2 separate regions of the Ovis aries genome follow, and region 1 is linked to region 2. The links are chromatin contacts, called in public Hi-C maps. All regions are on one chromosome and are shown on one strand. Each heading gives the region's core, a stretch centred on a gene start, on an enhancer-like site or on the middle of the called end of the contact. The rest is flanking DNA. Distances are from core to core; before and after follow the strand shown.

Evidence for each region. A called contact is a pair of places that touch in the nucleus more often than the background predicts.
Region 1: a Hi-C map of hypothalamus shows a contact between it and region 2, with 2.8 times the contacts expected there. The contact joins two enhancer-like sites. A contact is called at or near these places in 7 of 16 Hi-C or Micro-C datasets (blood, hypothalamus, liver and 2 more).

Annotation. Positions count from the first base shown.
Region 1 is chr3:33,376,664-33,382,456 of ARS-UI_Ramb_v3.0, reverse strand. RAB10 (RAB10, member RAS oncogene family) reads right to left here. Exons shown (of 6, transcript NM_001161861.1): 5 at 5,656-5,757; 6 at 3,604-4,040. The coding sequence ends at 3,957. Among named protein-coding and RNA genes, the nearest start is that of GAREM2, 25 kb to the left of the region's middle. Within about 2 kb of position 2,291, at least 1 of the 54 cell types and tissues checked has an H3K27ac peak or open chromatin away from gene starts, as enhancers often do. A contact at or near this core is called in hypothalamus, where this site is marked.
Region 2 is chr3:33,243,289-33,249,184 of ARS-UI_Ramb_v3.0, reverse strand. It overlaps KIF3C (kinesin family member 3C), which reads left to right. Exons shown (of 8, transcript XM_027966582.3): 4 at 717-835; 5 at 1,309-1,425. Among named protein-coding and RNA genes, the nearest start is that of KIF3C, 23 kb to the left of the region's middle. Within about 2 kb of position 1,889, at least 8 of the 54 cell types and tissues checked have an H3K27ac peak or open chromatin away from gene starts, as enhancers often do. A contact at or near this core is called in hypothalamus, where this site is marked.

The sequences.
Region 1 (5,793 bases), core at 1,042-3,541, 130 kb before region 2:
AGCACTTTTCAAGGGCATTGTTCTTTGTGAGAGGTACCAAGGTCGGGCTAAATGGCTACATTAACTCGATAAGATTAAGGCTACATTGGCATTCTTTCTGCCGGCTCTAGCATGTATTTATTACCCCCATTATAATCAGTGTAACAACGAAAGTTTAGGACCTTATCCTGAGAAACTGATATGGTGAAGAAAGTAGGCTGGGCCGTAGCTTGGTTTCAAAATTCCATTCCAGCACCAAGTAGCTGTGCAACCTTAAGCAAATCACTTACCTCAAACAGTTTATTTTGTAAAGTGGGTACTACTTCACCAGGCTGTCGATGACAACCCAAAGAACCTAGAACAGTGCCACAAATACCTAGTCCATTTCCTAGTAGGCAAGAAATACTCCTTCACATAATCCCCCGTACATTAAGCCTGCCCTCTGCCATCATTTTAGTCGGATCTTAACTCAAATTTGAATTAAAATAGCAACCTTGTATCTGACCTCTAGAATCCTTGTTCCTCTGCTTCCAGCCCATCTAAGACTTGTTTTCCTCAAACACACTGCAGGGCTCACAGGGACTCCCCATCCCCTAACACACTGTCCAGCTGGATTTCTAGTTTCTCACACTAGCAAAGCGTGTTTCTAATTTGCCTGTGATCCCTTCTTACCCTCCCCTTAGCCCATTCATTCAATCCACGTATCTAAGAACCCAACTCCAGTGCCTCCTCCTTCAAAAACCGTCCCAACTATTCTCACCAATTGAATCTGCTCTTCTATTAACACAGCACTTAAAACCACAACTATTTGGCTTTTGTACATCTGCCTGATTACTAATTCCTTCTGCTTTAAAGGTAAACCTACCAGCAGAGGCTACTGTGTCCTTTCCCTATACCAATCTCAAAGGCACAATCACAGGCTCCACCTTAAGACAGAAAATTCTGTGTTGATGAGAGGTAAACAGGGAAGTATTTAAATTCAGTCTAGGTGATCCTTCCAAAAACTAGTTATAAGAAAACCTCTGCTATGTCCGTCCAGCAGAGATAATCTTGTCAACAAATGTGTACCTTTATTTATTGACTAATAAGGGCTCGATACAGGATCAAACATTTCTTTCACCAAAAAGCCAAAGTTGTTTCTTATGGTTCACAAAAAAAGTGGGAAACACTTTACATGTTTCAGGTAAGAAGACAGTCACTACTAAAACAAGAATTTCTCCTCAGCATGATAGCCTTACCTTGGTGCCCCTGAGTAATCAGCTGACTCCAGTTGTAGTTGGCACAGTCTAGTAGTGTTGGCTGGCAAGTGACTACAGTTGTGTGTTCTGTCTGTCTCGACGCCAGCATGATTCTGCTTCTAAAATGCAGTTTCTTCCAACAATAGCTCTTGAAATTGCCTTCCCAGCTTTCCCTAGTTGAAAAGTTATTCCCCTCTATTTCTGTTCCTCTAATATCCAGTTTGCTATTGCACTATTTTCAGAAGGAATCTTCCATCTTAGACTCCATAAATAAATGAAAACCAAGTCACGCAGTTGGAAATCAAGTTTTGTTTTTATATGAACATAAGTAGACCATCTAGAAATATTTCAGTTTATTTAAATTGTTAAGTAGAATATGAAACCGAATTTGTAGCTAGTACCAGAGAATGGACTTAACTGTTTGGTGTTTAATGAGAACAGCTTCTACACAGGATCCCAAGAGACTTACAGAAAAAGGGGCAAAGCCCTATTATTAAGCAAATAAAACTCAGGTTTCAAACAGGTTATACAAAAATTGATTTATACTCCATTTCCCTTTTTTTTTTTTTGATATTTAGAAAGTGCAGATTTAACAAAAGGTAGCCATATCCTTTCTATGTACAATGCCGATTATAATTTATTGCAAACAACAAAACTGTCAGTCTGTTACCCAAAAATCCCAGTGTTTAGCTCTCAAACCTTAAGTCACTGAATTGAGTAAGGATTAAAGAGGGTTAAAAGTAAAAAAGCTACTGCCACATTCCAGATAAAGAAAAACAACAAACACATTAAAAATTAATCTAACAATAGATTTAACCTAAAACTTTTGAGAAGTTTAACATTATTTCATTATTATTTTTAGTGGAAAATTAGGGATTATTTGGCAATGCTGCTTTTACTAGTAGTAAACAATGATAAAGTCAAGTGAGGGGAAAACCTAACAACCACCACCAGTGAGGCAGATGAAATCACTTTTAGGGCACAATCTGAAAATTCATGGATGTTCACAGCAGATATGTCCCTATGTTGTTTACGTTAGCCAAGAGGTCATTAAAATGCTATCCACGACACAGAAAGACTTTTCAATGGAAGCTGCTGTCCTAAACTCAGCCTCTGCTAGAAATGAATCATGCTATTCACAATTATTTCAACAAAGGTATCATCTTAGGATGCTAGCAGCATAGCAAACTTAACTTACCCTACCCTAATGATAAGCAGTAAAGCAAAACTAGAAAAATGAAGGGGAAAAAATGGCAGGGCAAGAGAGAGCCTAGAGTTTCATATCTTTACATGAAAAGCCTCTGTTGTTCTTTTTTTCAAATCCAGGGTAATACAAGTTTCCCAAAGGGATGTGAAGACAGGACTTAAAATCAGTAACAGCCTAAAGTACTTCTAAATCTTAAGGTAAAGATAACTTAACACTGAAAAAGTGTTCTTCATAGGCCAAATCTCAATATATTTGGCAAACATGTTAATAAATTTCACTCCTCCTTCCCACCTTTTTAAAAACAATTTTGGGCTACCAAACTGCTAGAGGAGTTGCCAAAATGGAGACTATTCAAATTTAGGTTAAAATATTTATTCTAAGAAAGTGAATAGGCTATACACTTAGTTAGAAAGACAAACCACAACACCCTCCAAACACTAGTGCATGCAATTAACTCCTCCATTTCATAAACTCAATGGAGAGAGACAGGAAGGGAACAAAGCGGGAAAGAGAAGAGCAACGTGAAGTCAACAGCAAATGAAGGAACTCGGGACAGAAGCTTTAGGGGAGTGAGAAAATGAGGTGAGGACATGGTTAACTGACATTGGATAGTAGGCAGTTAGGATTTATCTTTCAGTTTACTTAGCAAGTTAAATCAGTGCTTTATGTTAAACTCCACAAACCCACTAGTTTACCCCTTTCATTTTTAAATAACTCACACCACAGGGTGGTGGGGAAGAAGCAAATAAAGCAGCATGCAGGAAGAGACAGGAGGAGAAAGTGGCCGAGGAAAAGAACTGGTGGCAGGAGTAGTTTTAAATGTCAAGGCCACTTAAAACGAGACTCAGCAAACCAAAGCGATCATTTCTGTATTATCCTTTGTCCTCAATTAACTACTTTGAAAATTACAGCCAAGCAAACCACAAACATGTTAATGCTTTATGTTTCGATGATATGTCTCCTGCACATGCTTCCACCAAAACCCCAAAAAAAGGAAAAACCAAAGAAGTTCCTTTCCACATAAGGCACAGGACAAAATTAACCCCATTTACATATTCAAGGCGAAAATGAATGTTTTCCTGGCTTTTTTCTTTTGCTATCACATGTCTATAGATTATAGGGACTCAAGCACATTTATCCATGACAGAAAATTCCACTGTTGTACAAAATAAAATTGTTAATTCTAACTTTTATTCTTATACAATTTGCAGAATAGAGTTGAAATGATTGCTATAGGTTTTAATGTTGATAAGAATTGGACTATAATACAACTGAAATGCAGTGGTGAGCTGAGCAAGTACATTTAAAAATGAACTCACAGACATGATTCTTCTATACAATTTTTGTTTGAGGAAAATTATAAAGTCAGCAAGCAGTCACAGATGAAACAACAAATAAAACAGGTGGACTAGAGAGTTAAGATGAGGAACAAAAATATCTGTTTAAGAGTTAAAAATGGGACAGAGTGGTTTATTTTGCAGCAAGAAGAGAAAACAGGGTGGTGGATGGCAACTGATGGAACAGCAGAGCGCTCAGCAGCATTTGCTCTTCCAGCCTGTCACACCTCCTCCACTGCTGATATCTACGTTTTCACTGTTGGGCTCTTTTACAGGGGTCTGCAACAAACACACAAGGAGAGCAACCCGTGAAAAACACTGCCATGGATACACCAAGATCCAACAGAAGTATTCCCATAAATGTTAATTTATGTAACAAAATGCAATTACAGTCACATGAGATACGTTTTCTTCTCCACACAAAGTAAAGAAATGGAAGCTTTGTTTTTGACCTTCATTTTGTTCTCTTCCAATTGTGAAATGTCCACAGGCCTCCTGGCTTCCTTTTGTAGAACTTCTGAAATCTCCTCCGCCCTACCCCTTGTGATGAGTGGTATGTTATCTCTTAGATCTGAGCCCTGAGTACTTAGTACTTAAAAAAAAAAAATGCATATGCATTCATGCATATGATGAGACTAATGCTGAATCATGTCTAACTTCAGAGAGGTGAAATAACCCTTTTCTGTTTTGTTTTACTTGCCTTTTGAGACTGGAGCTTGTATTACCATAGCGTTGTTTTAAAAAGGCAATTTTATGATGATACACTAACATTAAATGAAGGAAATACAGTGGGGCAGAATGCAAAGTTGAATAATTCATGTTAAAGGCCGATACAGGAAAAGATCAAAATAAGAGATGCCAAAATTTTAACAGTAGCAACCCTTAGGCGGTGGGTTTATTTGGGGTGGGGGCAGATATTGATATTTCAAGTATAAAAACAGAAAGGTTACCAGAAGCAATTAAATTTTCTCCTTTTCTCCTATATAATGTTTGCTTCTCCTTCAGGACTGTATCAGATTTTCTCTATTTTGTGTACATTTAAATATACCGGAAGACTAATAGAGAATTCAGGACTCATATCAAATCTGTGTATTTTACCTAGTCATTTGAGGGAAAATATAAATATTTGATTTCCCAATTTTGCTACAAGTTATTTGTACTGCCAACTTATGCAATTCACAAATTAAACCCAGAAACTAACCGTGAGGTAAAATGAATTCCCTGAGATCAATTTTCAGCATTTTCTTTTAAAAAACTCACAGGTTGAAATGATTGGGTAAATGAAACTTGGTTATCAGTTCAGTTCAGTTACTCAGTCGTGTCTGACTCTTTGCAACCCCATGGACTGCAGCACGCCAGGCTTCCCTATTCATCACCAAGTCCCAGAGCTTGCTCAAACTCATGTCCATCAAGTCAGTGATGCCATCCAAACATCTCATCCTCTATTGTCCCCTTCTCCTCCTGCTTTCAATTTGGGTATAGACTTACTCTATTCAGTATATAGTATATACATCCCCTTCACTGGCACATCTGAGAAATGACTATATAAAGGAATAGAGATTCTGTAGCAATTAAGTACAGAATAGATTCACCTCTTGAATTTTAAAAAATTATTTATGAGAAGGCAAAGGTTATATAAGAGAAATTAATCAAAAAGAGCCACAAGACCATGGACCAAACAAAAAGCTGGAAAAAGGAGTATGAAATTGGGAATTAGAGACTGAGATTTCTATACTGCTCTCTGCTCTCTGGAGGATTAGATACTGGTGACCCATCCAAATGTACGCAAATCCGATTTTTTTATGTAAATCTAGTACTTTAGAAAACAGGAAAATGTTCAACTGTTGACACCCGACCCCTTAGCAGTAAAAAAACAGAAAAGAAAGAAATTTACCTTTCGAAGGATATCTTCAGCTAATGTGAGAAATGCCTTTTCGATGTTTATATTTGCTTTTGCACTAGTCTCAAAAAATCTAATACCATGCTCTCTTGCAATCTAAAAAAGAAGCAAAATATCACAAAATTATCAAGT
Region 2 (5,896 bases), core at 640-3,139:
AGGAAGCACAAGGCCCTCCAGAGATGAGAGTATTGGCCACCAGGCCCCTGTGAGGTCCATGGCCAGGGAATGGCAGGCGCATGAGCTGAGGGCCTAAGGCAGGAAGCCACAGATTCCAGCCTGGATTCTGGAAGAGCCTGGAAAGCCCTTACATTGCTGAGGTGGCTGCTCCAGAGCAGGCCCGGCAGAGGCCCAGCTCCAGCGGCAGTTTCCAGTTTCCATACCTCGCGGTGTGTTAGGAATGGGACAGACAGTGGGGTCGGGGTTGCCCTCCCCACACCCCTCCTTTTGAGAGCCACTGGAGAGGCTGGAGTGGGATAGGCCACCTTGCAAACTGGCTGAGGCTCCCCTGAACCCTGGACCAGTAGTCCTGATACTCAGGTCCTGATTCAGGCTCTTCTGCACCTTGTGTGTGACCTTGAGCAAACCTGTGCCTGAGTTTCCTATCTATAAAAAGAGGGTGTTGGACCGGAAGATTCCCCAGGTCCCATCAAACTTGAGCATTGTACGATGTGGACAGCAGCTGAGAGTGAGCGGTGTAGGAGGGACGAGGCAGCCCTTAAAATAGCCCGACCTGATGGATGGAGGGACATTCACACGGGGACCCTGGCCTCATCCTGGACTGAGCTGATGGACCCTGAGCCTGCAGGCTGGGGGAGTCGAGCCTCGTTGGGTGCCACTCCGTACTGCCTCTGAGCTGCACCTTCCCTCGCCAGCTCTACGCCAAGCTGCAGGCGGTGAAGGCGGAGATCCAGGACCAGCACGACGAGTACATCCGCGTGCGGCAGGACCTGGAGGAGGCGCAGAATGAGCAGACCCGGGAACTCAAGCTCAAGTAGGGCCCCTTCTCTTCCCAGCGGGGGCCCGCACAGCCATCTCTCAGGCTCCGGGCCTCTCCCTGACAGGCTCCTCTCTTTCCTGAAGGCTTCAGTTCTGTCTCCTCACCCATGTCCATGACCCATAGGAATGGAAGGAATGAAAGGGGGAGGGACCCATTGGAGTATCTTCTACCTCCTGTTTTCTCCTTTCTGTCCTCTGCCTGCATTAGATGAACCTTGTAAAGTGCATGCTGGGTGTTGCCCAGAAGTAACTCCTAAGGCCCTGAGTCTATAATCTTTGCTTGAGAAACTGTGATTTCCAGGCTCCATTGTTTCTCTAGGGACCCCCTCCCCCCGACTTTTTGGTTTTTCCATTTTCTCTGTTCCCTCTGCCTCTTTGTATCTTGCTTGTCTCTTCTCTTGCAACCTTCACCTACACTGCGTGGTCTCACTCCCCAAACCCCCATCTCTACCTCATTCCTGCTCCCAGGTACCTGATCATCGAGAACTTCATCCCCCCAGAGGAGAAGAACAAGATCATGAACCGGCTTTTCCTAGACTGCGAGGAGGAGCAGTGGAAGTTCCAGCCCCTTGTTCCTAGTGGAGCGTGAGTCTCCCATCCCACTGTCTGGGCCTAGGGACTCTCAAGCTCACCCCTGATTAGGGGTGGCCAGGCACTTAGGGGAGATGGAGGATGGGTTTTTTCAGGACCAAATACAGGGATCTCCATGAAGGAAGGAACGTTAAATACAATGTCTCGTTGGTCCAGAGAATACTAGCTGGCTAACATGTGGCCAGTCTGGTGAATATTCGTTTGTCAGATGCCCAAAACAACATCAATAGATAATATTGCCAAGCACTTACTGTGTGTCAGACACTGTGGGAGACTCTGCAGACAGAAGGTCAATAAGACACAGTCAGAGCTCACAGTCCAGTGAGGAATACAGAAAAGGAACCGGATCAAGAAAGGACAGACAGGTGAGGTCTTTGTAGCCTTACTCAGCGGGGTGATTCAGCATTTCCACCTGTTTCTACGTCCTAGCTCTTAGTTTGCATCCATTGGCTGGGTGTGCAGCTCCCTCTGCTGGTGGCCCTGAAGAACAAGACTGGACAGGCACACCCAGCGAGTGACTGCCTCACCCAGCCGAACCACTGCCCCTTCGTTGAAAATCTGGGTACAGAGGTGCTCCGGAGGCAGGACACCAGTGCACTTCCCCGGCAATTCTTTATCTATCCTAGGAATATTAATACCAAGTTAGGGCAAGAGTCTCCCCAAAGCTGGAGTGGGAAGCTAATTTTAGAGATCCGTAACTCCTCACTGGAGCATCAGATTGCCTACTTGATTTGCCTACTTTCTGAAGGGCTGATCCTGCCCAAGTCCTGCAATCAGTATCTTTGCTTACTGTTGAATTATTGCATCTCCTAGCCTAGTAAGGCAAAGAGAAAGATTCAGTGTTTTCTTTGTCATTGGGAAGCCTAAAAATTTGGCTCATTCCTCAAAAGCTGCTTGCTTTAGCTTACTCTGCAGTGTTTGCATTTCCATTACTCTTTGGGAAGAACCAATCTTGACATACATACCCCATGTGTAAGTTGGTAAGCAGCCAGTTCATGAGTAAAGGACTTTTCAATGGGGTCAGTTTGGAGTTAAAATCCACCTTTCCAGTCTAAGTAGAGACCTGTAGTAGTATATCATTTATTGCAGATGTTTTCCACCCTGGCTGCATCTAGAATCACCTCTGAGCTGGGCTCCAGATAATCTGATTTAAGGGGTCGTATGGGTGGATCCCAGGACTTTTTTTTTTTTAATTGTTTTTTTCAAAGCCTCCAGCTGATTCTACTGGGAAGCTAGGTTCAGAAACTACTGTTCATTGCCACCTACTGGAGGAAGATGCTGGTGAGGTTTTGTAAGGTTATTTTGTGCTTACAAAGTTCTTAAGGTGAAAGTTTGTAGGTAGAAGAATTTCTTTACATTAGATAGAGATGGATGAGAGAAGCTCTGAAAAGGTATGTTGTGTTTTTTTTTTTTTTTCTTACTGGCTAACTTTATTTTAAAATTTTTTATTGGAGTATAGTTGATTTATATTTGAATTTTTAATTTTGAAAATCAAGAATAATACAAAGAATTCCCGTGTGCTTTTCACCAAAATTCCCCAGTTGTTAGCATCTTGCCACATCTTGCTTGATTAATCCCCTGCCCCCAACAATTTGAGATTAAGTTGCAGACAGTCAACCTTTTACCCATATTTCCTAAGAACGAGGACATTCTCTTACATAACCACAGTACAGTGATCAGATTCAGGAAATTCTGTATTGACACCAGACGAATACACAACAAACAATATTCAATTTTAGCCAGTTAGCTCAATAATATCCATTAAGGCAATTCTTCCCCACCCACACCAGCCCACCTGTGATGGTGCATTGCATTTAATCATGCCTCTTCCTTTAATCTGGAACTGAAAAGGGATCTTGATTTGAGTTTTGAAAATTTCATGCTTCAGAGGAGTTTATTTGTTTCTCAAAACATTGTCCCTGCAATTTTTACTTGACTGCCTAAGCACATAATTCAGACTTCAAAGCATGGTGGTACTTTGCCTGAAGCTAAAATACACTTTCTGCTTAATGTGTATGAATTTTCATTCTTTATTCTGCTGCTTTTTTAAGTTTGCTTTCTTCCTTTTACTCAAATAACTTTAAAATTTTTTTAACTTTTAAAATAACTTCTCTTTTTGCAAAAATAAAGTGGTGTGCATACACTGAAAAACCATACACAGACTTAAAAAAATTAAAACAGCTATCTTAAAATAGCACATGTTAAATAATATTTAGAGTAGATACCAGTAACAGCTTGTAAAATAGAAGTCCTCTACTTGGTATCTTTGCTTACTGTTGATTTATTCCCTCTCCTGCCTAGTAAGGCACCTGGAGAAGGACATGGCAACCCACTCCAGTATTCTTGCCTGGAGAATCCCAGGGACAGAGGAGCCTGGAGGGCTGCTGTCTGTGGGGTCGCACAGAGTTGGACACGACTGAGGTGACTTAGCAGCAGCAGCAGCAGCAGCAGCCTAGTAAGGCAAAGAGAGAAAGATTCAGTGTTTTCTTTGTTATTGGAAAGCCTAAAAATTTGGCTCATTCCTCAAAAGCTGCTTGCTTTAGCTTACTCTGTAGTGTTTTCATTTCCATAACTTTTTGGGAAGAACCAGTGTACATACCCTGTTGGCTTAAATCTGTATACAGTTGTTCACCAGCCCACATTTGTATGTCTCCGTTAGCAGCTTTCTGACTGGATCCCAAAAGGACTGTGTTCCCATGAAATTTTATATTAAAATTGTAAACATATAAATACTTTCACAAGCTTTTTCAAAGTTACGGTTAAGTATATTCACAACTTAACCATGCTATTTCATACAGAATCTGTATGTCCCTCTTCGGAATGCAGAATATTTATTTTGTGTAGGAAATAATCTTGGTAAGGGTAAAAAGTATTAAGGTAATTGTGACATCCCAGTGTTCTCCACTGTACTTAAATACAGTTGATATAAACAGGTATTATAGATTTCTTTAAGAAAAAATTCCAATAAATAAATAACTTCAAAAAAACTTGTTAATAAATACCAGGTAGTCAACTACATGCTATTCTGAATTACTCCTCCAAAAATTATTTTCTTTTTTAATGTCACCTGTCCGTTGTCTGATAACTGCAATAAATAATATTTATCTCAGAACTTTTTAAAAAACCACAAAAATACAACAGAGAAGTAGTAACAGATCTAGGAAGATTTTTATGAAAGCAATTTTTTTTCCATAGCAGTTGGTGGTTAAAGTAAAAACACTTTCCTCCTAATTGGAATTTCCAGATGAGATAATGAGTCAGCACAGAGCGCCCCAGCGTAGCATCCCGGTGTCAGAGTCACTGGCCTGGATCTGTGCCCCAAGCCCCTCCTTTCACAGCCAGAGAGGGGAGGGCCTTGGATGCAGCTTCCCCCATTTCTGGGAGCTCTGGGGCCTGAGACTGTGGAACAAGCTGCCTCTCTGGGAGGACTGGGTCCCACTGTTTGCAATATAACTTGATCAGGGCTGAAAACCTCTTCTGTCCCCAAATATATTTAACGAATGAAGGCATTGTCCCGTTTGCTCAATTCACCTGTGGAGTATTCTGCTTCACTTTGGCCTGTGGTGTTCTGGGGATGAGACACTGAAGGCTACTCAAAATGAGAGGACAAAAGCCTTATTGGAAAGAAATTACCTAAAGTCATGCTGTCCCTCTAGAAAGCTTTTGCTGGAAGAAACATTTCCTCTCCTCCTCTAGCTGCAGGCATCTACCCCCACACTCTTCCCTGCACTTCTTTCTAAAACAAGGAGATATTGTTGGGGAGCCCTTGAAACACACTCCTATCAACTTATTTTGGAAGTCTGTCCCTTTTCTTTTCTCTGTCTCTCGCTGATATACAGTAACTTCAGGTGAGGTCTGTTCCACAATCGCAAATAATTTTGGTTAAAGTTACTTTGAAAAGAAAATATTGGCAGCTACCTTCAACCATCACAGTTTTACAAGTAGGACCTTTTATGTTTGGCTTCTCATAATAGACTTTATTTTTAATTGTATTTATACACAACTGCCTTCTAAGGGTTGTATATTTGGCAGTATCTATAGCCCATGTTTTGCGGTTCAAAAATTTTATTTGTAACTTTAGCCCTTTGCTCTTTGCATTCCTGGCCACTCTAGATTCTTTTCAGAGCGTCATGGTGCAGTAGAAAGAGGCTGGATTTGGGATGTAGAACATTTGGAATTCTGGTCCCTGCTCTGCCTTGAGAAGGTTTCTTAACTTCTCTGAACCCAAGTTTCTTCACCTGCAAAGTCAGGATGATGAAACAAAAATCCCTGCAGGATTGTCAAGATTGAAATGAAATAACACGCACGTGTCTGTGTGTGTTGGGGAGGTGGGGGCCTGTTCTAGGCCACTACCTCGCACAGAGGAGATGGTCCATCAATGGTTGCTGTCATACCAATAAGTCAACATGATAATTTTGGGGACTCCAGAGAAATCAGTTTGTCATCATCCCTTACAAGTGCCATA